Linked DNA regions of Mus musculus: region 1 is linked to region 2. The links are chromatin contacts, called in public HiChIP or PLAC-seq maps. All regions are on one chromosome and are shown on one strand. The core of a region is the stretch at or near the end of the contact, and the rest is flanking DNA. Distances in the headings are between cores, read along the strand shown. Region 1 overlaps Gm34548 (a long non-coding RNA gene). Region 2 overlaps Magi3 (membrane associated guanylate kinase, WW and PDZ domain containing 3).

Region 1 (6,182 bases), core at 1,941-4,440, 570 kb after region 2:
AACAGGAAGCACGCAGCCTCTTCCTGATCAGAAAGCCTGCTGTCCTATGGCCCTCCTGTTAGACCCACAAGGGGAACATCCCACGTGACCCTTCACTTCCTCAACCCAGCTTCAAGCCATTAAATCCACTCCTACAAACCCAGGCATTCTCCCTAGAGGCCTCCAATTAACACAGAGATAAGAAGACCCTTCCACTGCCAGGATACTATAGTAACTTCTTTTTTAACTTTTAATCTTTATTGCTAGAATTGAACCCAAAGCCTTGAGCATCTACCACGAAGCTGTACTTCCAGCTAAGTTACAGTAAACTGTTTTGTTTATTTATCTTTTGCAGTGCTGGGAATGGAACCTGGGACTTCACACATGCTAGGCAAGTGTTCTATAATGGAGGTGTATTTCTGGGCCTTTACATCTTTTAAATTGTTTGCTTGTTTGTTTGAGAGGGTTTCTCTGTGTATCCCTGGCTACCCTGGAACTCAATTTGTTGATCAGACTGACCTCAAACTCACAGAGATTTACCTGCCTCTACCTCTCAAGTCCTGGAATCGAAGGCATGCACCACCACCACCAGGCTTTTATTTTTTGAGAAGCTCTAAGGATGGCTCAGTGATTCTTACAGAGGACCCAAGTTCAGTTCCCAGTACCCATGTCCAGCTCACAAGCACCTGTCACTTCTGTTCCAGGAGATCTTGTGTCCTCTTTTGACCCCTTCTTAGATATACACATAAATTAAAATTAAGATCCTTTATTAGCCGGACAGTGGTGGCACACGCCTTTAATCCCAGCACTTGGGAGGCAGAGGCACGAGGATTTCTGAGTTTGAGGCCAGCCTGGTCTACAGAGTGAGTTCCAGGACAGCCAGAACTACACAGAGAAACCCTGTCTTGAAAAAACAAAAACAAAAACAACAACAAAAAAAATCCTTTTTGTTTTTAAAGATTTATTTATTTTATGTATGTGAGTACACTGTTGCTGTCTTCAGACACACCAGAAGAGGGCTTCGGATCCCATTACAGATGGTTGTGAGCCACCATGTGATTGCTGGGAATTGAATTCAGGACCTCTGGAAGAGCAGTCTTACCCACTGAGCCATCTCTCCAGCCTAATCCTTTGGTTTTTATGTAGATAATGTGTTGCTAAGTTACTCAGGTTGAACTGAACTCTGCCATCCAGGCAGCCTTTGTACTTCCTCTAGTCTCCAACTTCCTAGCCTCCCACTAGGCCAGTGTTTTATTTCTTTTAAAATTGATTACATTTACTTAAGTGTGTGTTTGTGTAAGTGTGTGTGTGCTCTTGTGGAGGTCAGAGAACACTCTATGTTAGTTTTCTTCTACCTTACACATCTGGGTTGGCTTGGCACCAAGTGAGTTTGCCTGCTGAATCCTTCCGCTGGTATTTGTTTGTCTTTTGAGAGGGTTTTGTTTATTTGATCCAACTGTGTAGCCCAGGCTTCTCTTAGATTAGACATTCCCTCCTGCCTCAGTCTTGGGAGTGTTGAGAGTATAGGCATGTGACACCACACCTGGCTTACACTTATTCTCAAAGTTTTCTTTTCTGTCCGCTCTCTTCTTCAGAGTCTCAGTATGTTGCCTGGATGGCCTTCAAACCTCTGGGCTCTTGTTTCTACCTCCTGAGTGGCAGGGACTTGGGGTGTGCACCACCACACCCAGATTAATATTGACCTCTTATCACACTTGTGCAGGCAAATTATAGGTCTGCTGTCTGGAGCCCAGGCCAACTTGTTAGGAAGGAGAAAGGCTCAGACACCCCTAGGGTTGAAAGACAATAAAATTTTTGTTTTGTTTTGTTTTGTTTTTTATTTGTTTACAGTCTCCCCTTAGCCCAGGCAAACCTGGAACTAACTCTGTAGTTAGGCTGGTCTCAAACCCACATTGGTTCTACCTTACCCTCTCAAGTGCTGGGATTACTGGTGTGAGCCATCATCACCATGCCCTGACGGGCATGCCTTTACCTACCTTACTCCTAAATTTGCAAACACCTCAGGGTAGTTTTGCAGCTGGTGAAACTGGAGTTGTGTTGGGTTAAGTCACTCTTGCTTATCAATGTCACGTGACCATTTGTGCATAAGCTAAGAAAAATCTTTTTTCCAGTAGTGAGGCCTGAACCCTGTCGCCAGGGCCTCTTAAGCAAATGCTGTCACTGAGCTGTGTACCCTTAGCTCCCTGACCTGAAATCTCCACCCCTTCACGCCTGACATTCATGACTGCTTCCCGGTGACCTTGTGTCCTGGATCCCTGCTTCTTATAGTCCTTCTTTCCCCTAGAGGCAGGCTCAGAAAGCTGTTTTCCTCTTACTCTTGTCTCGGGTCATTTGGCTGAGGAATTGCAGCTGCCTGGGCGGGGCTGGATGGTAGAGGTGTCTGGATCCGCAGAGAGGAAGCGACTGGAGTTCTCAAGAGTCCTGGGTTCACACTGACCCTTCCTGGTGTTCCCTGGCCCATTGCAGTCCTCCTGGGCATTGCCTAGGCTCCCCGTGTTTCTGCTTGCTTACACCCAGTCCTCAGGATGTCCTCTTCCCTTGCTAGAGCCTCAGCCTACGAGCCCGAAGCTCACATCCTGGGGGTTAATTTCTACCAACTCTAATGCCTTCAAATCCCAGGCTGAGCCTTCAGGCCAGGGTACAGCCTGCAGAGCTGACTCATGTGAAGTAGCTATTGGGTGACAAAGGTGAGAGTGGGCAGAAGCCTCCAGCTGCCCCTCCCATCCCTCCCCCCCCCCCCCAATCTGGGCTCCAAGCCACTGTCCCACGCAGCTTTCAGGGGGAAATGTCCTGATCTAAACTAAGACCAGTGCTATTTCCTGGGTCACAAGATCTCCACTGTGCCCCCTGGACAAATCTCGGTGACACCGGGTGCTTGAGCTGCATGGCTGGACAGGCTCCAGGCTTTGATGCAGCTTCTGCTTGAGGCGTTTACCCCAGCAGCTTGGCCAAGCTAAAGCAACCATTCATCCTGACTGTTTCCAAATGGGGGACTTCCTCTGATGGGAAGATCGTCTGATTCTAATGGGGTCTACATCTTGCCTTAAGTGCTGCTCCTAGAAGACACTAGCGCCAGCCCCCTGGGAGTAGAAACTGTCTACTCCCTCCCACCTACACCTCTGGAGAAATCCACGCACCCACCCTCACACCCCAGTACTGCGGTCATTCCTAACACAACACACCCCAGTGACCGCAAACATCCTCCCTCCTACACACAGCTGGACCTGATCTACAGAGGCGTTAATTCCTCAGGACCTGAACAGCGGCTGTTCCAAGTCCAGGGAGACCTCACGCCGACCTTCAAGGAACAAGAGAGGGGCCCGTCGCTGGACACCCAGGATGGTCTCCGCCCACCCTCTTTCCCATCAAAGCCTTTTCTCCGACATAGCTCCGTAGAGACAGTTCAGGCCCTTACGTGGCAGTGTGCGGCGCCCTCGTGTGGCCCATAGCCACCCAGCACGCTGGCCCCCTGGACCTTAGCTTTACCTCGGCTCCCCTGGCACACCTAGGTGTCCCCTCCCCCATCCGCTCCCCCCAGCTGTCCCCACCGGATGTCAGAACTCCACCTATTCCTGTACGGTGGCTTCCTGTCGGTCAGACCAGGTTAACCTGCTCTTTCCATTAATAGGAGGCTTTGAGAGTCTGGAGCAGGAATCCTGCCACGCTTAGCAGATGCCCTGCTGAAGTGAATTTCCTCATGTGTCTGTCTCCCTGCCCACTCTGAAAGGGCTTCGTCTAGGAAGTGAAAGAAAGGAAAACAAAAACAAAATTACAAAACCAGAGTAAGTTCGCAAGAAAACCAGAGTCACCCATCATCAACTGGGCTTTGACAATTTATCCACCGGAGGGAATGCGAGCTGACTTTCAAGCGTTAAGATTTATGGGAGGCTATTGGTACTGGGCACATAGCTAAGGCAAAGATAAGTCAATCATGCTTAGTGGAGCCAAAACCAGGTTGTTTACCAACCTTCACTGATGATAGTGACGATGATGATGATGGCAAAAAGAGAAATAGCTGTAATTCCAAGTAAGCCAGTTTAGCTGTTATGAATAGGAAATCCCCTTTGGGCTAACCTGTACAAGCCCAGTTAACCTATCTTTGTGAGGTTTTTTTGTTTTTTGTTTGTTGGTTTGTTTGTTTTGTCTTTTTGTTTTTTGAGAAAGGGTTTCTCTGTATAGCCCTGGCTGTCCTGGAACTCACTTTGTATACCAGGCTGGCCTTGAACTCAGAAATCCGCCTGCCTCTGCCTCCCGAGTGCTGGGATTAAAGGCATGCGCCACCACGCCCGGCTTCTATGTGAGTTTTTGTTGTTTTTTTGTTTTTGTTTTTGTTTTTGAGATGGTCTCACGATGCAGCAGCCCTGGCCAGCTTGGAACTAACAGAGATCTACCTACCTTTACCTCCAGAGTTCTGGGATTTAAAGAGTGCCACCTTTTGATTGGCTGATTGATTATTTGATGCTGGGAACTGAACTCATATCAGAGTCTTAGTCACTCTTCTGCTGTTGGCATTGAACACCCCCCCCCCCACAGCACCCCCACCCACCCCCCACCCATCCACCCCCCACCCTGCTGCCTCAAGCAAATCTGCTTTTCATTTTGTTTCTACTTCTTCAGACCCCTTTTCTATAAGGCAAACTCCAGGATGTGTTGTTGTGACTCATGAACCACAAATAAAAGGCCTATGATTAAGTTTATTGATTTGTTAACGACTCTCCTCCATTTTAAGGCATAGCCTTATGCGGTTCAACTGGCCTGGGACCCTTGGTCCTCCAACCTCCGTGCAAAGGCTAGGATGACAAGTATCTGACACACTGGCCGGCTTTTGTTATTTTCTTTGCGAATTTGTTTCTGTCTTTATTTTTTGAGGCAGGATTTCTCTGTGGCCTTGGCTGTCCTGAAACTCACTACTATTTAAACCAAACTGGCCCTCTGACACTATGGTTAGCCTCATTTTTAATCATTTACTTAATTTGAGGGGGGGGATTCGAGATAGGGTTTCTCTGTGTATCCCTGGCTGTCCTGGAACTCACTCTGTAGTCCAGGCTGGTCTTAAACTCAGAGGGATTCACCTGCCTCTGCCTCCTGAGTACTGGGATCAAAGGTTTCTACCACTAACAACTGGCTTAATTTAATTTTTTTAAAAATTCCTTTAATTCCAGCCCAGGATATCCCTCACTGCATTGCTGCTCTGCTAGCACTGGTAAACTGAGATGACGTCAGTTATAAGATTATCAGCCAGATAAAGTGATGCACACCTTTAATCCCAGCACTAGGGAGTCAGAGGCAAGCAGATCTCTATGAGTTCGAGGCCAGCCTGGTCTACAGAGTGAGTTCCAGGACAGCCAGGGCTATATAGTGAGACCCTGTCTCAAAAACAAAACAAAACAAAACAAAACAAAACAAAACAAAACAACTATCAGGATGCCCCTGTACAACAATTTTAGTAGCATAGGCCTGCATCCCACTTACCTGCCCAAAGACCCCTCTCCTCACCTGAGATTCCACTAGAGAGACTCTAACTACAGCCAGGCTGTGGGAAGAGACGAATGTTAAGTTAGTAAAGACTCATAGAGGGCATGTAGGCCGGCCTCCCTTCTTCAGGGCAGCCTAGTTCAGCAGCTGGCCCAGTGACAGGGACTGGGCAGGGTTGACAGTAAGGGGAGCTGCCTGCCCTGGTGCAGTCTTCCTGGTGCCCACACAGCTCTGACTGTTTTCTACCACTTAGCTTCATCAGACAGAAGCTCTGCTGAGGCGCTCTAGACTGTGTCCAGACTGAGGAGGGTGCAAGCCCAGGCTTCAGGCCAACTCAGCAGGCCTAGGGCATGCATGCCCTTTGCCCTGGATCATGGGACATCTCTGGACAGTAGGATGACCCAAATCAACTGCCTAAAGACTTTGCCCCTGTAGACCAGCTGGTGTAATGAGCTCATACTGCACATGTTTAAGTGTCTGCGGAGGTGTTCCCAGACCAGCCCTGACCCAGAGCTGATCTTAAGGAGGCCTACCTCTTTTTTTTTTTAATTAGGTATTTTCTTCATTTACATTTCCAATGCTACCCCAAAAGTCCCCCAAACCTCCCCTCCCCGCCCCCCCAAGCCTACCTCTTATAGCAGGCCGAGACACTTGGGTCCAGGCTACAGCTGCAAGAGACCTGAGGAGTGTTGTCATCCAGTGAGCAA
Region 2 (5,993 bases), core at 3,357-5,856:
TAAGAACAGGTAAACAGGAGCTGTAGCAATGACGAGCATTGGCTGTCCTCCCCTGGATCCAAGTTTGAGCCCCAGCACACACATGACATGCCTAGTTCACAGCCATTTATAATGCTACTCCCAAGAGATCTGATGCCCTCTTCTGGCCTCAGAGGTCACTGCATGCATGTGATGCTCAGACACACATGCAGGAAAAAATTCATGCATATAAAATAATAGAAAATTAAACATTTTCAACAGAACAGGTAAGTACATATTTTTAAATTGTAGTCCTCACTTTGTTAGAAGTCACAATATGGAGGCTTCAATTTTTTTGTACTTAGAACTGAACACATACAAGCTTCAGGAGAATTTTCTTCACATTCAATTTTGTTTCATTCATGTCCCCAACATAATCTTCACAATTTCATACAAAAATACATATTTTTATATTTGTAAGCATGTTCATGTACCTCAATGCAGGAGAATATGAGTACATGTGTGTTGCTTGTGCGTGTGTGTGCATGCATGAGTGTTTGTGTGTTTGTACATGTGCACACAAAAAGTGTGGAAGTCAGAGGACGGCTTGTGGGAGTTTGTTCTCTAGTTCTACTAGGTGGGTTATGAAAAGCATGCTCAGACATGGCAGCCAGTACTTCTACCATTGCTCAAATCTTTTTAAAAAAACACTTCACTAAATTATTTCTAGATATTTAATTAAGTTTCATTTCTCTATGCCAACATGCACTTACATGGGATGGTTCTCAAATAGAGATTATCTCTGATGACTTGCTGTAGTTTGTGGTCAATTGATCCTTTCTGAAACTGAAGACTCAGGTAGTGTCGCAAATCTTTATTTATAACTTTGCCTACAAAAAAGAGAGAGGAAAAAACCCAAAATATATGAGATATTCATTAAAATATATAAAATAGTAATCAAATATTTTTAAATCCTTTGGTTAATAACAGGACATGGAAATCAGTACAAGAAGGTAAATAATACCGAATTACTATAAGTACTATAATTAAAATAAATGACTGTAATATAATTTGGGTATATTTTATGACACAGGAGAACATATAGAACAGAGAATATAATGAACATTCAAAGTAATTTCATTCAGTCTCATGGCTTTAAATAACATCATATCCTAAAAGCTTCAAATTCAGATCATATGTTCATCACTGCTATCTTTATTTAACTCCTACTTCACTCATACATTGCAGATGGCATGTCTGGAGATATCAGATAAGCACTTCAAATATCAGACAGACAAAACAAAACTCTTCCACCATCTACTCCAGTTTTCTCTCTCTTAGAACATAGCAGCACCACAGCTGGAAGAACAATCCCAAATCTAAAAGCCATCCTTGATTTCTCTCCACCTCTGTTTTCTAAGCCTATCAACAATTTTTGTCAGCTTTCAAATCATATACCATTGTCATCTATGGCATTCTAATCTAATCTACCACCATCATTTCTCATCTGGAAACACCCTTCTAATCAGCTTCCCTTTACTCATTGTGTCTCCTTTCTTCCTAGCCCTCACATAGTCACCAGAGTGAGATGTAAAACAGATGAGGTCATTTAGTATGTGTAAAAATGCCCCCATCCCCATGACTTTCTATTGCACTTGAAATAAAATCCAAAACAATGCTCAGGATGCAGCAGACCTTACATGTTCCAGCTTTGGCAAGCTCTAATTCTACTTAATTTATTCTTCACAAAAACAAAAACAAAAACAAAAAAACAAACCCACAACTGGTCCCTGGCAGAACAGTAGTCTACTTGTTGATTCCTAATACAGTGTGAATAAGTAAGACAGTCAAATGTTTTCTGTTATTTCTTTGGAAGTAGGAAATAGGAACAGTAAACAGAAGGTTGCAGAAATCTCAAAGCTATAATTTGCAACAAAGACTTAAGTTTAAATGAAAAAGCAGCGTAAACACTGTTTATTAGACAAGACTGTAGATAATTAGAAAAGATCAAGGCTCAGACAAACATTATCCCACTGCATGTCTAGTGGACTACATTGAGTTTTATTTGGAACAACATATTCACATTAAGGTTTCATAACAAAAGCTTACTATTGATCAGTTTATCCTTTTATCTACTATCCCATAAAACTGCATCTCTAATTTTTTTTGTTCTTTTCTACTACATATAAATACACAGAACCTACACAGCAACATAACCAGGAAATCAACTTCTTTTTAAACTTCAGAGATAACATTTAGCTTATTGTAATAAACACAAACCAGAACAATTCCCTTGTCTTAACAAAAATAGACATGGAGGAAGGGGGGAGGAACCACTGTGATGACAACAAACAAGTCTGAAGATATTTACAGTGATAGACATAGAACCACCCCTATCCTACAGTCCAGGCACATAGGGTCCCACTAACTCACCCCAATTCAAAATCATATTGTCTTTTTATTTATACTCCATCATGTGCTCATTGCTGAGCAGCTGAAAAAACTAATATATAATCAATACTGATCAATACTCATTGAACACAAATCAACTTCATAATGAGTGCATGAAGTATTTTTACAATTTGGTAAGGGAGTCTCATGTTCTTTGTAAATATTAGACTCTAGCTTTGGAGGATTGTAACTACATGGCTGAAACTTTCAGATATTTGGATAGGCTTAAAAAAAGATTTATTTATTTTATATATGTGAGTACACTATCACTGATTTCAGACACACCAGAAGAGCGTGTTGGATCCCATCACAGATGGTTGTGAGCCATCATGTGGTTGCTAGGAATTGAACTCAGGACTTCTGGAAGAGCAATCAGTGCTCTTAATTGCTGAGCCATCTCTCCAGCTCTTGGATAGATAGGTTCTTTGAATAAACAAAAATGTGTCCTCTTCTTTTCATTTAAAACAGTAACATGAGTGCCAAAATACAAAACTTGACTCACCAACATATCTTCTGGGAAAGATTTAGTTTTGGTAAAAGGAAATATAGATATAACTAAAAAAGATAATTTGTTGAGTCAATACTTTAGCTTTTCTTAAACTCAAAACTTCTAAGATATGGCATAATTTAGAGATAACTATAAAATGCTTAAAATCTAGGTTAGATTTTAAGTTATATAAGTAATGTCTTTTAGGTTAGAGATAATTAAAAGATAAAGCCACAATAAAGTTCAAAATCATGAATTATCTTGCATGATGGATTTCTTAAGGGAAAATGAAGTTAACCCAATCTTATTCTAAGGGCCTTTGATGTTTTTAAAAACCAGTTAGCACAGAAAAGGCTAAACTTAAAGAGTAATGCCCATAATTATCAGAACTGGAATCACACTAGGTTTTACCATCAACTCCTACTGGTATGGGCAGTCACAAAGAAAAGGATGAGAGACAACTGCAATCCAAAATGCATTTTAAACAAAATGTGCAACTAGACACTGAATGTAGCATTCGTGTTTAGCATCACTAAAACTGAAAATCATATCTGCAAACATTTTTAGAAACTCTAAGTTTTGTTCTTATTTTATTTGTATGAGTGTTTTGTCTGCATGTATGTATTTATGTGCATCACATGTGTCCTGGAGTTGGAAGAGGCAAAAAGAGGGTCTCAGATCTCCTGGAACTAGAGTTATGGATGGTTGTGAGCCACCATGTAGGTGTTGGGAACCAAACCAGGGTACTCTGCAAAGGCAGTAAGTGCTTTTAACTGATGAGACAAATCTCCAGTCCCTCCATCATTGCTTCTTGACAATCAAGACAATATACTGTAAGCACCAGTCAATTAGACATAATGAAAATTTAATAAAACTGAGTTGACATTATTTAAGATTAACAACTGATAATAAAATATTCTAAATAAACCATTCACCATGGACGTCCCTGTCTCCAGAAACTAATAGAACTTTCTAAAGAATAAAGCGATTGTTTCTTCTATGTAATTTCAAAGAATTTAAAAAAATCTTAAATAGGTAGTTTACTAATGATTATCAGAAGGCCAACAAATATATTAATTCCCAAGGACACTGTTGTCCTACAGAGATGGCTCAGCAGTTAAGAGCACTTGTTGCTCTTGCAAATCACCCACATGGTGGCACACAGCTGCCTGCAATTCCAGTTCCTGACCCTAAGCCCTCTTATGACTTCTATAGGTACTGTATGATCCTGGTGTATAATATATAATGCAGGCACATCTATATATGATCTCTGTCTCTGTCTCTCTCTCTCCTCCCCTCTCCTCCTTCTCCTCCCCCTCTCCCTTCCCCTCCTACCCACCTCCCCCCAGGTTAATTCACAGAACCTTGACATCTCAAGGGCATGAAAAAAAAATCTCCCTGAGGCTAATGTAAACGTTATTAAACAAATACAAACAAAAGATTCTTTATAATGTGAACATTCTTACCTAGCCAGCCTATGCTTTAAAATTTTTTGCTCTTTGAATTCTATTCTTTGGTTTTTATATGAACAGTGAAACTGGTTTATAAAGTTTAAAAATATATACATCAGACAAATAGTTTGGCTAGATGAATGTCTGTAATTGGTATTTTAATTGTATAAAAATATCCAGGCGGTCAAGTTTGAATATACAACTCCTTAGTCAGGAATTCACAGCTACAAACCCATAGTTACTGAATATACGCAAACTCTGAATCACCACCAGTTCTCATTGAGAAATCAGTGAATAAAGCAACTGGCTATTATTTGGATTAACCCTGAGTCCTGTTGGCGTGGGTTCAGCATGCAAACAACTGTAAATCAATCTACCCACACTTCATCATCTTTTTGACAAGGACAGTAAGGAGAATTTGTCAACTGCTTGCTAAAGTCAAGATACAACATGTCTTTACTATTCTCTAATCTAGAAGCAATTATAAAACAGGGGGTAGGGGGAGAGTAAAAATGAGGTCAGTTTGGCATGTCTTGTTTCTTAGAAATCCATATTGGCTCTGGGTGATAAGCTATTCTTTTCTAAATACTTGGAATTTGTTTTTAAATAATCTCTTCAACTTTTGTGAGTTTAGATTATAGTAGGGCAATAGACTTGTGTGTTCACAGTCTACGGAGCACTTCTCTCCAGTCTCCCAGTTCTTCTTACATTCTCCTCCATGAAGTGTGTGTTGGGAGCAGGGGGATTAAAATAATTCTGAGGTCACGTCTGAGACTCTTCAACTCCAGAAGCCAATCCATTTAAGTCTTTTTAATAGTTCAAACTGAGCCCCAATCCGCTATGAAGTAAAGGCCTATTTTGAACTCCCAATCCTTTTGCTTCTGAGTGCTAAGATTACAGGTATGTACCACCATGCCTGGTTTATTCAGTGCTGTGGAAGGAATGGAACCCAGACAAGCACTCTACCAATTACACTACTTCCCCATTCCTCCTTAAAGTTTTGAAAATATAAATTTATTTAAAGTAAATTATGCTCTTTTTAAACAGATTTATGTATGTTCACCTTTATATATGGACCTGTGTGAGTCTACATGCACCACATGGGTGCCAGGCGCCCTGACCTTAGATTAAATTCCCTCAAACTCGTTACCTCTAAACTGTGAGCTACCTCTAAACTAAATCTTATTCTTATCCAATCCCACCACATAGCAGATGTTTAGCATAATGTCCAGCTTTCCTGTTTTATATTATTTTTAGCTTATACTGTTGAAAAAGTAACTTGTTCCTTCAAAGTTTTCTTAAATTATTACTTTGTTTAGTTTTTTTTTTTAAATTTTTTATTTGATACACAATCTCTCTACACAGACTTCGCTGTCCTGAAACTCGCTATGTACATGAGGCCGGCCTTGAACTCCTTGAACTCACAGAGATTCACCTGCTTCTGCCTCCCAAGTGCTAGGATCAAAAGCACGTGCCATTATGCCTCTGGCTTCCTTCAAGATTATAACAGAAGTAAAATAAGAATGATACAAGGTGGCTCAGTGGAAAAGAACTTGCCAGTAGGATCCAGGCTCTGAGTTTAATAATCCCCGACTTCAAAAGTTGTTGGGTTTTTCTGCAAGGGAGGGGGGGAGATGGCCTATCTA

The links. HiChIP or PLAC-seq counts read pairs in DNA pulled down with a chosen protein or histone mark.
Region 1: a FOXA1 HiChIP or PLAC-seq map of pancreatic cancer cells shows a contact between it and region 2. The contact joins two enhancer-like sites. A contact is called at or near these places in 8 of 39 promoter capture datasets (the 3T3-L1 cell line, 3T3-L1-derived adipocytes, the C10 cell line and 4 more), 3 of 15 datasets of contacts at CTCF or cohesin (the NIH/3T3 cell line, large pre-B cells and pro-B cells), 16 of 484 Hi-C or Micro-C datasets (B cells, the C10 cell line, the G1E-ER4 cell line and 10 more) and 2 of 115 datasets of contacts at active chromatin or transcription factors (large pre-B cells and pancreatic cancer cells).

Annotation. Positions count from the first base shown.
Region 1 is chr3:104,672,156-104,678,337 of GRCm38.p6, forward strand. It overlaps Gm34548 (a long non-coding RNA gene), which reads right to left. Exons shown (of 4, transcript XR_867542.1): 3 at 6,105-6,182; 4 at 5,396-5,533. Among named protein-coding and RNA genes, the nearest start is that of Gm34548, 5.4 kb to the right of the region's middle. Within about 2 kb of position 3,191, at least 184 of the 459 cell types and tissues checked have an H3K27ac peak or open chromatin away from gene starts, as enhancers often do. A contact at or near this core is called in liver and pancreatic cancer cells, where this site is marked.
Region 2 is chr3:104,105,000-104,110,992 of GRCm38.p6, forward strand. It overlaps Magi3 (membrane associated guanylate kinase, WW and PDZ domain containing 3), which reads right to left. Exons shown (of 21, transcript NM_001159354.1): 2 at 732-848. Among named protein-coding and RNA genes, the nearest start is that of Magi3, 110 kb to the right of the region's middle. Within about 2 kb of position 4,607, at least 10 of the 459 cell types and tissues checked have an H3K27ac peak or open chromatin away from gene starts, as enhancers often do. A contact at or near this core is called in liver and pancreatic cancer cells, where this site is marked.